Regions from separate parts of the Mus musculus genome. Here regions 2 and 3 are each linked to region 1. The links are chromatin contacts, called in public HiChIP or PLAC-seq maps. All regions are on one chromosome and are shown on one strand. Each heading gives the region's core, a stretch centred on a gene start, on an enhancer-like site or on the middle of the called end of the contact. The rest is flanking DNA. Distances are from core to core; before and after follow the strand shown. Region 1 overlaps Dync1i2 (dynein cytoplasmic 1 intermediate chain 2). Region 2 overlaps Slc25a12 (solute carrier family 25 (mitochondrial carrier, Aralar), member 12). Region 3 has its middle 12 kb from the start of Gm39576.

Region 1 (3,886 bases), core at 914-3,413:
GATGGCACTGCTGGGCTTGTGTCTTTCTGCTGCAAGGTGGCAAGGGGATGGCATAACATTCTTCCGCTTGACTGCTTCCAATCCTGTGTCTCTCCCCAATGGTGAGCCTGTGCAATTACCCACACTCCAGGAGGCTACAGACAAGCCTTTACCCTGCAAACAAAATGCAGCTTGTAGGCCACACCAGCTGCCAAACCACACACAGTGTTAGATTTAGAGAGCTAAGAAAACCTTTCCAACTCTATAGTCTAAGCAATAAAAATATAACTGTACCTGTGCAGAGAAAGCTTTAAATGACACTGTATAACGCACACAATGATACAACCTCCAACTTAATCAGAATGATAATGACGTATGCCAATCCTACATTACTTGAAATTGAGCGATTTTTACGTCTGACAAGTTTACAGAACTGGGATAAATGGCACGAGTGATTTCAATATATGCTCATACTTTTGAACCAAATGGTGAAGGTTAAAATTTTTCCTTTCAAGGGCCTCAATCAGCCACAAAGGAAAACAGTAATCACTGTCTTTTCAGCCAGCCCAACCGCATTTGTCAGCCCTTTCTCCGTCAATGCAGCCAGAGCAATCAACCTGCCAAACATTCAGAATGGAAAAACAATCTGAAAATACAGGGTATAATGCACCTGCCAGTGAAAATGGCCATTTCAAGAAAAGCTAGTGATCTCAGTGACCCTGCTGAGGAGGCGGTGGCGCAAAGGGGAAAGAACACGTAAAAGAATTCTTAGTGATCGCCACTCTCTTGCACACTGACACTTCCTTACAAAGCATGCCAATTACAGCTTTTGTGCTACTTAAAAAAATGAAAGCTTTTTTGGGGCAAAATAATCACATAGAGAAACAGAAAGACACTACTCCTTCTTAGATGAATTCTCATACACAAAGGATTATTAATCTGAAAACAGTGTGTCTGATGGTGACTCTATCTTGTACTGTTCCAACATTAGGATGCAACTCTGCCAGAGAAAAATCTTCAGGGATACCGAAATGAAATAATTTAATTACATTTATTTATAAGCTGAGTTCTAGAATAACTTAACATGAGTGTTGCTCTCATACCACTGTGGGTTTCTTTCTCCTTTCTTTTCTTTTTACATTTAGTATGAGAAAAAAACATACCTCAGCTTTTGCTAATACCATCAGCTTTCCTAATTCTATTAACTACCAGGTTCACTGTATGTAAATTCTAAAACTAAGGATATAAAGTCTCCCTAGATCCAGCACAAGTCCTTCTCGAGCATGGTGACTTATAAATGACAGACTCCAGCCCATATTGTCTCCTCCCTCTACTTGGCTGTACTACCCCACTCCTACTTACCATTCCCAAAGATGGGGGTCAAACTCCTGTTGTAATGCATATATATATGTATGTATATATATATATATATATGTATATATATAGTCAGCATATTTTAGTGCTAAGTGACTGCATAATGTGCATATTTAACAGGAAAGATTTCATACAGACATTCTTTCCTTCTGAAACATTAATGTGGATAGTGTGTTAGCCGCTGATCTGTGTATGTTTGCTACACAACATTTGCCAACACAGGTGGATGGTTAACAGCAATTCCTTAAACACAACCCTTAGAATTCCATTTTAGAATCAATAAACTGATATCCTTTTCTATAATGATTAACCATGGACTTAAAAACTGTAATTAATACTTAAACCAAGTTTCAGAAAGGCCATTTAAGTAATTATCCAAGAATATAAAAGCAAACATTAGGCTGCTCTAAAAAAACTCTACAAAAATAGACTATTTTCACTATAAAGGATATTTTCAGTAATTACCTACTATGTGTGTGTATCTATACACATACATGTATAATAGGTTATTTACTACACACATGCACACATATATGTATGTCAAGTACAAGATTGTTTCTCTGAGTCAATATGCCCTTCTTAATAAGTATTTTTACAACCATGCTATCATAGGACCACTAATGAAGCCCCAGATTTCAACACCACAGTTGTAAAGCTTGCCTCCGACACTCCCTGTTACATGGTAAGCTATAACATACTTAAAACTGGAAGAAGGTAAGGGATCAGGAAGACTGCCAGCCACATCACTTTACTGATGAATATTCATTGCTCCGTGCTAAGTGATTAACTCCGTGCTTGCCTTGAGGGGGAAGCTGAGGTTTCAGCTGAGCAGGAAAGAGCACAGAGAAGTGGCAGCGGCTTTAGAACGCCCATCTCTTGTGAAATGCATGTGAACTAAATCTAATGAACCCCTGGATTTTTACTTTGAGTTAACACCCAAATTGTGATGCATTTTGGTGAGAATAAAAGAAAACTGTTGTGTAAATTAAGCTGCACTACAGACAACAGCAAGGAGTGAAATTCCAGTTGCTAGAACAATCAGCAAAGCGGTGGGTTAATCGGTTAAATCATCTGTGAAATGGGTGGCTTCTGCCCACCTGAAGGAAGATGGCTTCTGAACGGGTTCTCTTATTTACATGCCATTCATACTTAAGGTGCGTTTAAGAAGCCATAAAGTACACTTTTGACTAATTCTACAATATCTGTGTTTAAACAGTAATATGCAAGATCTTAGAAAGTCCATAATAAACAAACACTGTCACTTATAAATCCCTTATAATTTCCAGCATACAGTTAATAGATCCCATCTTGAGTGCATTGCTATTCGGGAAATATTAATGCTGGTAACAGTTCATTGCTAGTCTTCTTATATTGGTATGAACCCTTTTAAGATGATTTAATATCTCATGATGAATTCCTAACTTAAACCAGGGCATTTGTGGCTCATAAAAATTATTCAATTTATAAGTATCCCTATAAACATTTATTAGCAGTGGGAATTTCCCAATCATTAGTTTAAAAGTCCAGACCAGACAGGAATGACTTTCCCCTAATATTTTTTAAATAACCTTAAAAATCTATCTGTCTGTCCATCCATCCATCCATCCACCTACCTATCTAATCCATCCATCTACCTACCTATCTAATATGTGTATGTATGTGTGTAGGCACATGCCTGGGCCCATGTGTGTCACGTGGACATGTGAATGTCAGAGAATAACTTACGGAGGTAAGTTCGCAATGTGGGTCTTGGAGATCAAAGCCAGTCATCAGGGTTGGCAGCAAAAGTGTCATTACCCACTGAGCCATCTTGCCCACCCCCTGTGAATCTATTTTCTTCTGCTGCTTTTTTTTTTAAAGATTATTTATTTTATGAGTGCTCTATGTGCACATATACCTGAGTGCCAGAAGAGGGCATCAGATCCCATTACAGATGGTTGTGAGCCAACACGTGGTTGCAGGGAATTGAACTCAAGACCTCTGGAAGAGCAGATAGTATTCTTAACTGCTAAGTCATCTCTCCAGCCCTAAATCTATCTTCTTATACCTTCAAATCAAATGGATATTTAAGACAGTTTCCAAAGGAACAAAGTTGTAGCAGTATATCCATAAGATTCATTCTTTTTCTTAGTTCTGTTTTTTTTCCCCCTTCTTGAATAGAATCACTTGTATTTGCTTAATGATTTGTATTTTCATCAAGGGAAACAGAGCTGACATTTTAATCCTGAGTATTTTGAATTTGGATATAATGTTTGGGAGATAAGAAAAGGATAAAGTAGAAAGCATATGCCATCTATTTTTGCATGGGATTTGTCTCAACATAGTCTTGGTTTTTTTTTTAAAGATTTATTTATTATTATAAATAAGTACACTATAATCTCATTACGGGTGGTTGTGAGCCACCATGTGGTTGCTGGAATTTGAACTCAAGACCTATGGAAGAGCAGTCAGTGCTCTTAACCACTGAGCTACCTTTCCAGCCCCCATAGTCTTATTTTTAATCTTTATTTTATGTGCATGTATGTCTGTTCAC
Region 2 (3,886 bases), core at 756-3,255, 100 kb before region 1:
CTTAGGGTTCCCCCGCCCCCCCTCAGCTCCACACTCTATCTTTCAGTTAAAATCAAGTTAAAGCAGACTAGGAGAGTCAGAGGAAACCCTGGCAGAGTACCTGAGGGGGAGTTGTTCTCTGGCATCATTTATAACTGTAGGTACTGGCAAGGCCGGAGTCAGAGCATGTCAACAAAACCATTTGTTTTCCTCCTTGGCTTCTGTGTCCTTGGTAGCTTGTGCTAATGCTGCTGTTTCCTGGATTTTACAGTCAGAGGGGATCCTGGGGACTCTTTGGATCCCACCTACTTTCACTGTGTATTCAGGGCAGGCTTGTCCTGGTAGCTAGGCTCAGACACTGAAGAACACATACCTCTGGAAGGTAATTTGTTACTAAGAACCTGATGTGTTCTGTGTTTCCTCCCTGTTCTTAAGTAGCATAGGTTGAACATTGATTGCTATTCCTAAACATTGAGGCCTGAAATGCTTCAGAATGGAAGTTTGTTTTTTTCCAATTTTTAACTTTTTTCCCTCCCCTCTTTCCCTTTCTCCTGCTCCATCTGGCCCATAGATTCTTTATTATTTGTTTCTAATTATAGATGGTTGTGAGCCACCATGTGGTTGCTGGGATTTGAACTCATGACCTCCGGAAGAGCAATTGGTGCTCTTACCCACTAAGCCATCTCACCAGCCCAGAATGCAAGTTTTTGAGCATTGATTTGATAATAGGGGTAGCAAATTCTATACCTAATGTAATGGGCTGAGATCAAGACACAAGCACAGTGAAAAAAGGCATTAAAGTCACCTTCGGGCTGCTTACAGAAAGGTGTGTAGATTACTTTTTTCTTGCTGGGATAAAGCACTATGACTAAGGCAACTTCTACAAGAAATTTATTTGGGCTGACGGTTCCAGAGGAATGAGCCTGTCGTGGCAAGGAGGCAAGCAGCAGACATGGCTACAGGTGCCCGAAGCTGAGCGCTCACCTCTTCAAACACAAGCCGGAAGCAGAGAGGGAAATGGAGCTGATGGGAAGTTTTTAATTTTTTAATTTCTAAGTCCGCCTCCAGGGACACACAAGGCTATACCACCTAAACCTCCCCAGACAGCGACCAGCTAGGGACCAAGTGTCCAAATGCCCCAGGCTATGGGAACATTTTTCAGTCGAACCTTCAGAGTATGCATGAAACAGTGGGACTTTAGTTTTGGATACTTTAAGGGGCAGGTGTGGCGGTCTCTTTAGTGTCCCAGCACTAGAGAGAGGGGAGGCAAGAAGAATAGCTTTGCCGGGTATGGTGGCGCACACCTGTAATCCCAGCACTAGAGAGAGGAGAGGCAAGAAGAACAGCGTCTACTATATAGAGTTTGAGACCAGCCTAGACTACCTAAGACCCTGCCTTTTAAAAAAAAAAAAATCAAACAACCCAACAAAAATAACAGCAGTAAAAAGATTTCCCATTAGTATATGCAAATAATCTGAAATTAAAAATCCTTCTCTGAAGTGCGTAGTAAATAAAATACAGCACACGCTATCGCCAGCTAGGCACCGCTCGTGGTCTCAGTCTTGTCCCAGCCCGGTACTGAGCCCGAATGTTGTTCTTTGCCAAGGCCTCTCCAGATCTCCAAGATAGCTCTCTCCCCGCAGCTGGCTGCTGCCAAACCTGCTCAGCACTCCTAAATTTTCATGGCTAGCTGGGGCGCCGCACTCTTCCAAACCCACACTCTGCCGTGGTTACCTTTCCCTGGAGCTCAGTTGAATTGCCACGAGATGGAAAACACCAGACAATCTTAGTTTAGAACCAAACGAATAACACAATCACTGGGCACAGAATCTAGCATCCTAGCATTTACCAACTACTCTATGTTAGAAATCTTCCAGTGGTGGATTCTAGTGGACTCCGCCACCTGAACTAACAGCCCCCGGGCGACATCTTGGTTACCTGGCTTCCACCGTCCAAAAGGAAGTCCCCTACTCCTGCTTTCCCCTTTCCTCTCTTTGACCAGGAAGGTCCGCCTCCTTCTCGCCCAGTGATTGGCTTCTTCTTGTCTTTAACCAATTAGGGGAAAATTCCTCTGTTCTTGTCCTAGTCATTTTGGAGTCTGCATCCATCCGGAGTCTGCATCCATCCATCCATCCAATCACTTTTTCTATGTTTGTGAGTGTGGTGTATGGTGACTATGGAGTAGGGATAGGGGCACCTACAAGAACCAATGTACACCTTCTCTTGCTGAACCTGCAGGGAGACTGACAGTCAACAAGTTCCAGCAATCCTCCAGCCTCTGCCTCCCAAGTGCTATGGTTACAGAAATTTGCATGGTCACCCTTGGTCTTTTATGTGGGTACTAGGAATTTGAACTCGGGTCTCATGCTTGGGTAGCAAGCTCTCTTACACTCTGAGCCATCTCGGAAACTATATCCACTCCATCCACCCTCTCATTCTCTTGTTTCTTCCTTTTGTCTTTTATAAATAGGAAACGGGAACACACAGTTACATGCTTCTCTGTCCTGTGTCGTGTGTCATCGTCCTCCTGCCCACCCCCACTCCGACCACCCTTTTTGGTGGTGTTAGGTATCAAACCCAGGGCCTCCTCCACGGTGTGCAAATGCCGTACCTGTGAACCATACCCTCAGCCCACACTCTCTTCTTATTTCTTTCTCCAATTAGCCCCTCTCCCAGATAGGAACAAAGATTTTTCTCATTTCTGCAGCCGTCCACTCAGATTGAAATCAGATATGCTGTCTCCCTCCGCCCCACCTCCGCCCCACTCCTTTGGTCTTCATGACGCTCTGGCTTCGTTTTGGGCAGTCATGTTCCAGTAGCGGTGGTTGGCTTGCCAGCCTCCTTCAAGTCTGCTGTCAGATTTCTTTTGTATTGATGTCCCTTGCCACTTGCAGTAACCCCATGACTACTGTGGCCCTCTCTTTCCACCCCGGCCCGTCTTCATCAAACCTGTCCAGGGACTGAGGATTTAGCTCAGTTGGTAGAGTGCTCGCCCAGCTGGTCTCAGGTCCTGGTCTGATATCTAGCACTGCATGGTAGTCATCTATGCAGTCCCTGAACGGGGATGGGGTGGGGTGTGGTGGGGTGGGGTCGGGGGAGTAGGTGGGAATGGTTGGGGGATCAAGGTAGGAGGATGAGAAGTTCAAGGTCATAGAGAGTTTCAGGCCAGCCCAGGATATAGGGATCCTGTTTCAAAAACAAAAACAAACAAATATCTACATGTGTCCTATTATGCCAAATGCTGAAGAGCAAGGAAAGACATGTGTAACAAGAACTGCTAGAATATTCTTATTGTTATCAGCATCTAGAATTCAAGTACTGATAGTGCTAAATATCTCAAACAGTTTGTTCTTTTGTTAAGGTTGATTTTCATTATTTTATTAACTCTGTCTCCTGGAGCTAGACTTCCAGCCGTTTGTGAGTCACTGAACTCATCTGCTGCGAGAGCAGTGGGATGCTTTTATGGTGCTCCATTTCTCTAGCCCCGCTTTGCTTTTTTTGCTTTTGCTCCTTTGCTTATAGACCTGCTCTTTCAACATATCAAAGGCTCACTTTATCTTTATTGCACAGAAGCGTGCATGATCTAGAGTCCTAGGGAAAGAATGAGCCTGTCTAAGGACTAAGATGAGTGGGTTTGTAGTAGAGCCAGGATTAAAACACAAGCCGACTTCAGGACTGGCCTTTGAAGTCATGTGGTCAGGGCATGATGGCTCTGGACAGAGGTGCCTCTCCAGTGCTTTTGAGAGCGGCAGCTAGTGAAGAAGTCCAGCATTATTCTGAGTGCAAATATTGTTTATTTCAAGCTAGGTTGTACTTTTTTGGTTGGTTGCTTGAGACAGGATCTTGTTATATAGACCAGGCTGGCCTTGAACTAGGATGCACCTCCTGACTCTGCCTTACTTTCCCA
Region 3 (3,886 bases), core at 482-2,981, 76 kb after region 1:
CAAGCCTCTCCGAGATTATTTACTTACTCCTGAGAGTGAAAAAACGCCATGTTCTCTCTGTGAACCACGGGGCCTTATTCTTTGCCTGCATATCATGTTGATCTTTCTTCCTCTTCCTTTTCTTTCTTTCTTTTTTTTTTTAAAAAGAAAAATCACAAGAATATATAAAAGTTTTTGATGAATAGAACCTTACATTTTTAGGAGAAAACGGCTGGAGCAGTCTGGGGCTCGGGGCCGCCTGTTGCTCTTCAGTGAAAGCTTCCCACAGCCGTGGCTTTATTCCGCCCCACGTTCAGTGCCAGGATTTACATGACCACCGTGGGGAGGACAGCTGGATTTAGCATAAAGAAGAATAGCTGCCTTTTCCCTGGGGAGAGACAAAAAGGATAAGTGCATAAGGCACAGAGACAATATTATCGAGAATTATATTTCTGCTCAGCTCTTTTATTCCCTCTGAATCCTGGATTCTGTTGCAAATAACAAAAGCAAGAAACCAGTTGGCCTAAAGCCAAGGTCTGGGATTGTTGAAGACTAGTCAGCTCTCACTGTCTGAAGGTTCCACATCCACGAATCAATCAATCATAGGCTGAAAATGTTTTTTTTTTTTTAAGAACTCGTCTGTACTAAGTGTGTAGACTTTTTTTCATGTATAATTCTCTAAACAATACCATATAACTACGAAGGTGCCATGCATGTTTTATTGGGTATCATAAGTAATCAAGAGATGCCTTAAAAGATACAGGAGGATGTGTACATCATTTACAAGGGACTGGAGCATCTTCGGATCCTTGTGTCTCTGTGTGTGTGTGTGTGTGTGTGTGTGTGTGTGTGTGTATGTGTATGTGTGGCGGGGGAGGGGAGGCTGGAATCCTATGGATAACAATGAATTCATTATGAGAAAAAATGTGCTTATTAATGATAGTTCTATATTACTTGGGTTTATTTCTTGTTTGTTGAGATTGGCAAGAAGCATGAATTCGTGATGATTTGAATTAGAGAGGAAAAAGAAGAATTTCTGGGAGAATTCTTCCCCAAACACAAAGGGAATTTGCTTGTTTGGTTTTATTGTTGTTTGGTTGTATCTTGTAGTAGTGTTTTTAACATGTTTATTACTCAGATATAGCTTTGGAGTTCTTATAATTTTACACTTATTTATTATGTCTGCCTGTCAGGCATGGGGCGGGGGGGGGGGGGCATATATACATCCACACATGTGAAGGTCAGCTAACAGCTTGTGGGAGTCAGTTTGAACTTAGGTGGCAGGTGCCTTCACTTGCCAAGCTATCTTGCAGGCCCTGGTTTTGCACAGAGACCTTATTATTATTATTTTTTTAATAATGGCTGCTATTCTTTTTTTTTTTTTAATATATGTAAAGTACACTGTAGCTGTCTTCTGACACTCCAGAAGAGGGTGTCAGATCTCGTTACGGATGGTTGTGAGCCACCATGTGGTAGCTGGGATTTGAACTCTGGACCTTCGGAAGAGCAGTAGGGTACTCTTACCAACTGAGCCATCTCACCAGCCCCAGAGATCTTATTTACAGGTAACCTGACAAACACAGGTGAAGCCAATGACCTCAAAAGGTTCTTTGGAATTTCCGAGCTAGCCACCCACACATAGAACTCTGTTGTTCTTCCTAGATTGGTTTCTTTGTTACGGCTCATCCCAGTCCATTACAAGAAGCCAAGGCAGGAACTTGGGGCGGGAACCTGGAGGCAGGAAGTAACACAGAGGCCATGAAAGAGTACTTATCAGCTGTCTTTCCCTGGCTTGCTCTGGCTTGCTCCACTACCTTATACATCTCAGGACCACCTGCCTAGGGGTGGCGCCATCTGGGTCTCTTCCCATCAATTAGCAATTTTAAAATACCCTACAGACCTGCCCATAGGCCAATCTGCTGGAGGCAACTCTAGTAGAGACTCCCTCTTCCTCCCTCTTCCTACATATGCCAGCTTGACGGCCAAGGTTAAACTCCGCACCCTCCCTGCAGCCGTTTATTATTTTTCCTGGCTTAGGGGCTGGGCCATCTAAATAGAAGCGGTGAGAAAGTTCACAAAACCTTACAAAGATCTTAAGGTTTCATGATTATAACATTTGCCACTAGATTTTTATGGCTTCTCTTTATCAGGTCTTTTAGCCTCAATTTACTAAGAATTTCTAACATTAAAAAAAGATTAGCCGGGCAGTGGTGGCACATGCCTTTAATCCCAGCACTTGGGAGGCAGAGGCAGGCAGATTTTCTGAGTTCGAGGCCAGCCTGGTCTACAGAGTGAGTTCCAGGACAGCCAGGGCTACACAGAGAAACTCTGTCTCCTAAAAAAACAAAAAACAAAACAAAACAAAAAAAAAACAAAACAAAAAAAAAGTTATTGGGTTGGAACTGATAGCTCAAGACTATAATCCCAGCACTTGGGAGCTGAGGTCAGAGTATTACTGAAAGTTCTAGGATAGCCTTGGCTACAGACTGAAAGACTGTCTTATTAAAAAGGGAATTCGAAAGACTATTAAACTTAGTTGCTTTTTAAAAATCTGTTGAAGTAAAATGTTTTCATCAGTAATATACTGAATAATGGTGAATGCCAAATGGGCTTTGTAATGTCAAATTAATTTTTATTTTAGACAGGGTCTTGATATGTAGACCAGGCTAGCCTAAAACTCACAGACCTCATCATGCTTCTGCCTCCTACGTGCTGGGATTAAAGGCATGCATATCATGCCCATCCTGGGCTACCTTTATTGTGGAAACAAGCCTAGCTTGGTTCTAATGAAGTAAGCTTTTATATATTGTATAATATATTAACATATGATCTAATAAGTTAATATAATATATTATATACAATACATGTAATATATTACTACTGGGTGGGTAATATTTAAGACTGTGATACACACATACAGGTGGGGAGGGAGAGAGAATGGGGTTCTCTATAAACTCCATCTTGAATTCCTGGGTTCAAAAGGTTCCCCTGCCTCAGCTCCCCATGTTGGCTTAAGATTTTTAAACCAATTCTATTTTCTTGGAAGCATCTCCATCCTATCTTATCTGGAGGTAGCTCCAGATTGCACCAGCAGCAGACGTGAGCCATGGCTGGGGTATGAAGCCAAATCTTGTGCTTAGTATCTGAAAGATATGGGAGCTGACCATACACATCTGTCAGATGCTTGCATTAATCACTAGCTGGGCTTCGTGTTTTCTTTGTGGAAAGAATTAGAAGCCCGAATCAAACTTCCCTAGTGATGGGAGCAGAGTTTTGTGGCTGATTTGATGTGGACAGCAACTCCTGAGTTCTAAATAGACATTAAAGGTTTCAAACCCTTAGCTGTCAGATGAACCATGGACAAAGGACCACAGGAGCCCTCAGCCAGGTCACCTCTGGTCATAAAGATCCTCAACTCTTCACTCCACTGTGTCTTTGATGCATCTTACTTAATTTTCATGATTTCACCATAAAAATCTTATGTACGTTTTAAAGAAACATTTCAGATACGCCTTAACCTCTGTTTCCATTGTAACGCATGTCTTGTGATTGTGTTTTTGCTATAGCATAGGTCTGAAGTTATAGTTCATATATTGTATATCAGTAGCGGCAAACGTCCTCTCTTACGAAGTCTATTCGTTTTCCTGTACAGTAGGTTTTTTGTGTGTGTCATGGTGTGAAGACAGTCCGCAGACTTGGCCATAGAGAAAGTTTGACCACAGCTTCTTCAGCTGCCAGACAAGATTAAAGCCGCATCTGCTTCATAAGATCATTATGGGGCTCAAATGGGATAAGAGGGCTGCTGTGTGGAGCACAGCCCCGGCGCCATATGCTGTTCTAGTGCCCTCCATCTAAACCCCCTTCTTCTGTTGGTTCAGAGCATGGATGCCCTTGCGAGTGGTTCCTG

The links. HiChIP or PLAC-seq counts read pairs in DNA pulled down with a chosen protein or histone mark.
Region 2: an H3K27ac HiChIP or PLAC-seq map of embryonic stem cells shows a contact between it and region 1, with 7 read pairs. The contact joins two enhancer-like sites. A contact is called at or near these places in 1 of 15 datasets of contacts at CTCF or cohesin (embryonic stem cells), 8 of 484 Hi-C or Micro-C datasets (the AML12 cell line, embryonic stem cells and undifferentiated spermatogonia), 5 of 115 datasets of contacts at active chromatin or transcription factors (embryonic stem cells and microglia) and 3 of 9 other capture datasets (adipose tissue, liver and pancreatic islet).
Region 3: a contact with region 1 is called in an H3K27ac HiChIP or PLAC-seq map of embryonic stem cells, with 6 read pairs. The contact joins two enhancer-like sites. A contact is called at or near these places in 4 of 15 datasets of contacts at CTCF or cohesin (embryonic stem cells and pro-B cells), 81 of 484 Hi-C or Micro-C datasets (the AML12 cell line, the AtT-20 cell line, the Ba/F3 cell line and 29 more), 10 of 115 datasets of contacts at active chromatin or transcription factors (bone marrow-derived dendritic cells, embryonic stem cells and stem cell-derived neural progenitor cells) and 2 of 9 other capture datasets (adipose tissue and pancreatic islet).

The regions. Positions count from the first base shown.
Region 1 is chr2:71,241,743-71,245,628 of GRCm38.p6, reverse strand. The region is part of intron 5 of Dync1i2 (dynein cytoplasmic 1 intermediate chain 2); the gene reads right to left. Among named protein-coding and RNA genes, the nearest start is that of Dync1i2, 32 kb to the right of the region's middle. Within about 2 kb of position 2,163, at least 8 of the 459 cell types and tissues checked have an H3K27ac peak or open chromatin away from gene starts, as enhancers often do. A contact at or near this core is called in embryonic stem cells, where this site is marked.
Region 2 is chr2:71,346,015-71,349,900 of GRCm38.p6, reverse strand. All of the region lies in intron 2 of Slc25a12 (solute carrier family 25 (mitochondrial carrier, Aralar), member 12), which reads left to right. Among named protein-coding and RNA genes, the nearest start is that of Slc25a12, 20 kb to the left of the region's middle. Within about 2 kb of position 2,005, at least 11 of the 459 cell types and tissues checked have an H3K27ac peak or open chromatin away from gene starts, as enhancers often do. A contact at or near this core is called in embryonic stem cells, where this site is marked.
Region 3 is chr2:71,165,231-71,169,116 of GRCm38.p6, reverse strand. No RefSeq gene overlaps it. Among named protein-coding and RNA genes, the nearest start is that of Gm39576, 12 kb to the right of the region's middle. Within about 2 kb of position 1,731, at least 14 of the 459 cell types and tissues checked have an H3K27ac peak or open chromatin away from gene starts, as enhancers often do. A contact at or near this core is called in embryonic stem cells, where this site is marked.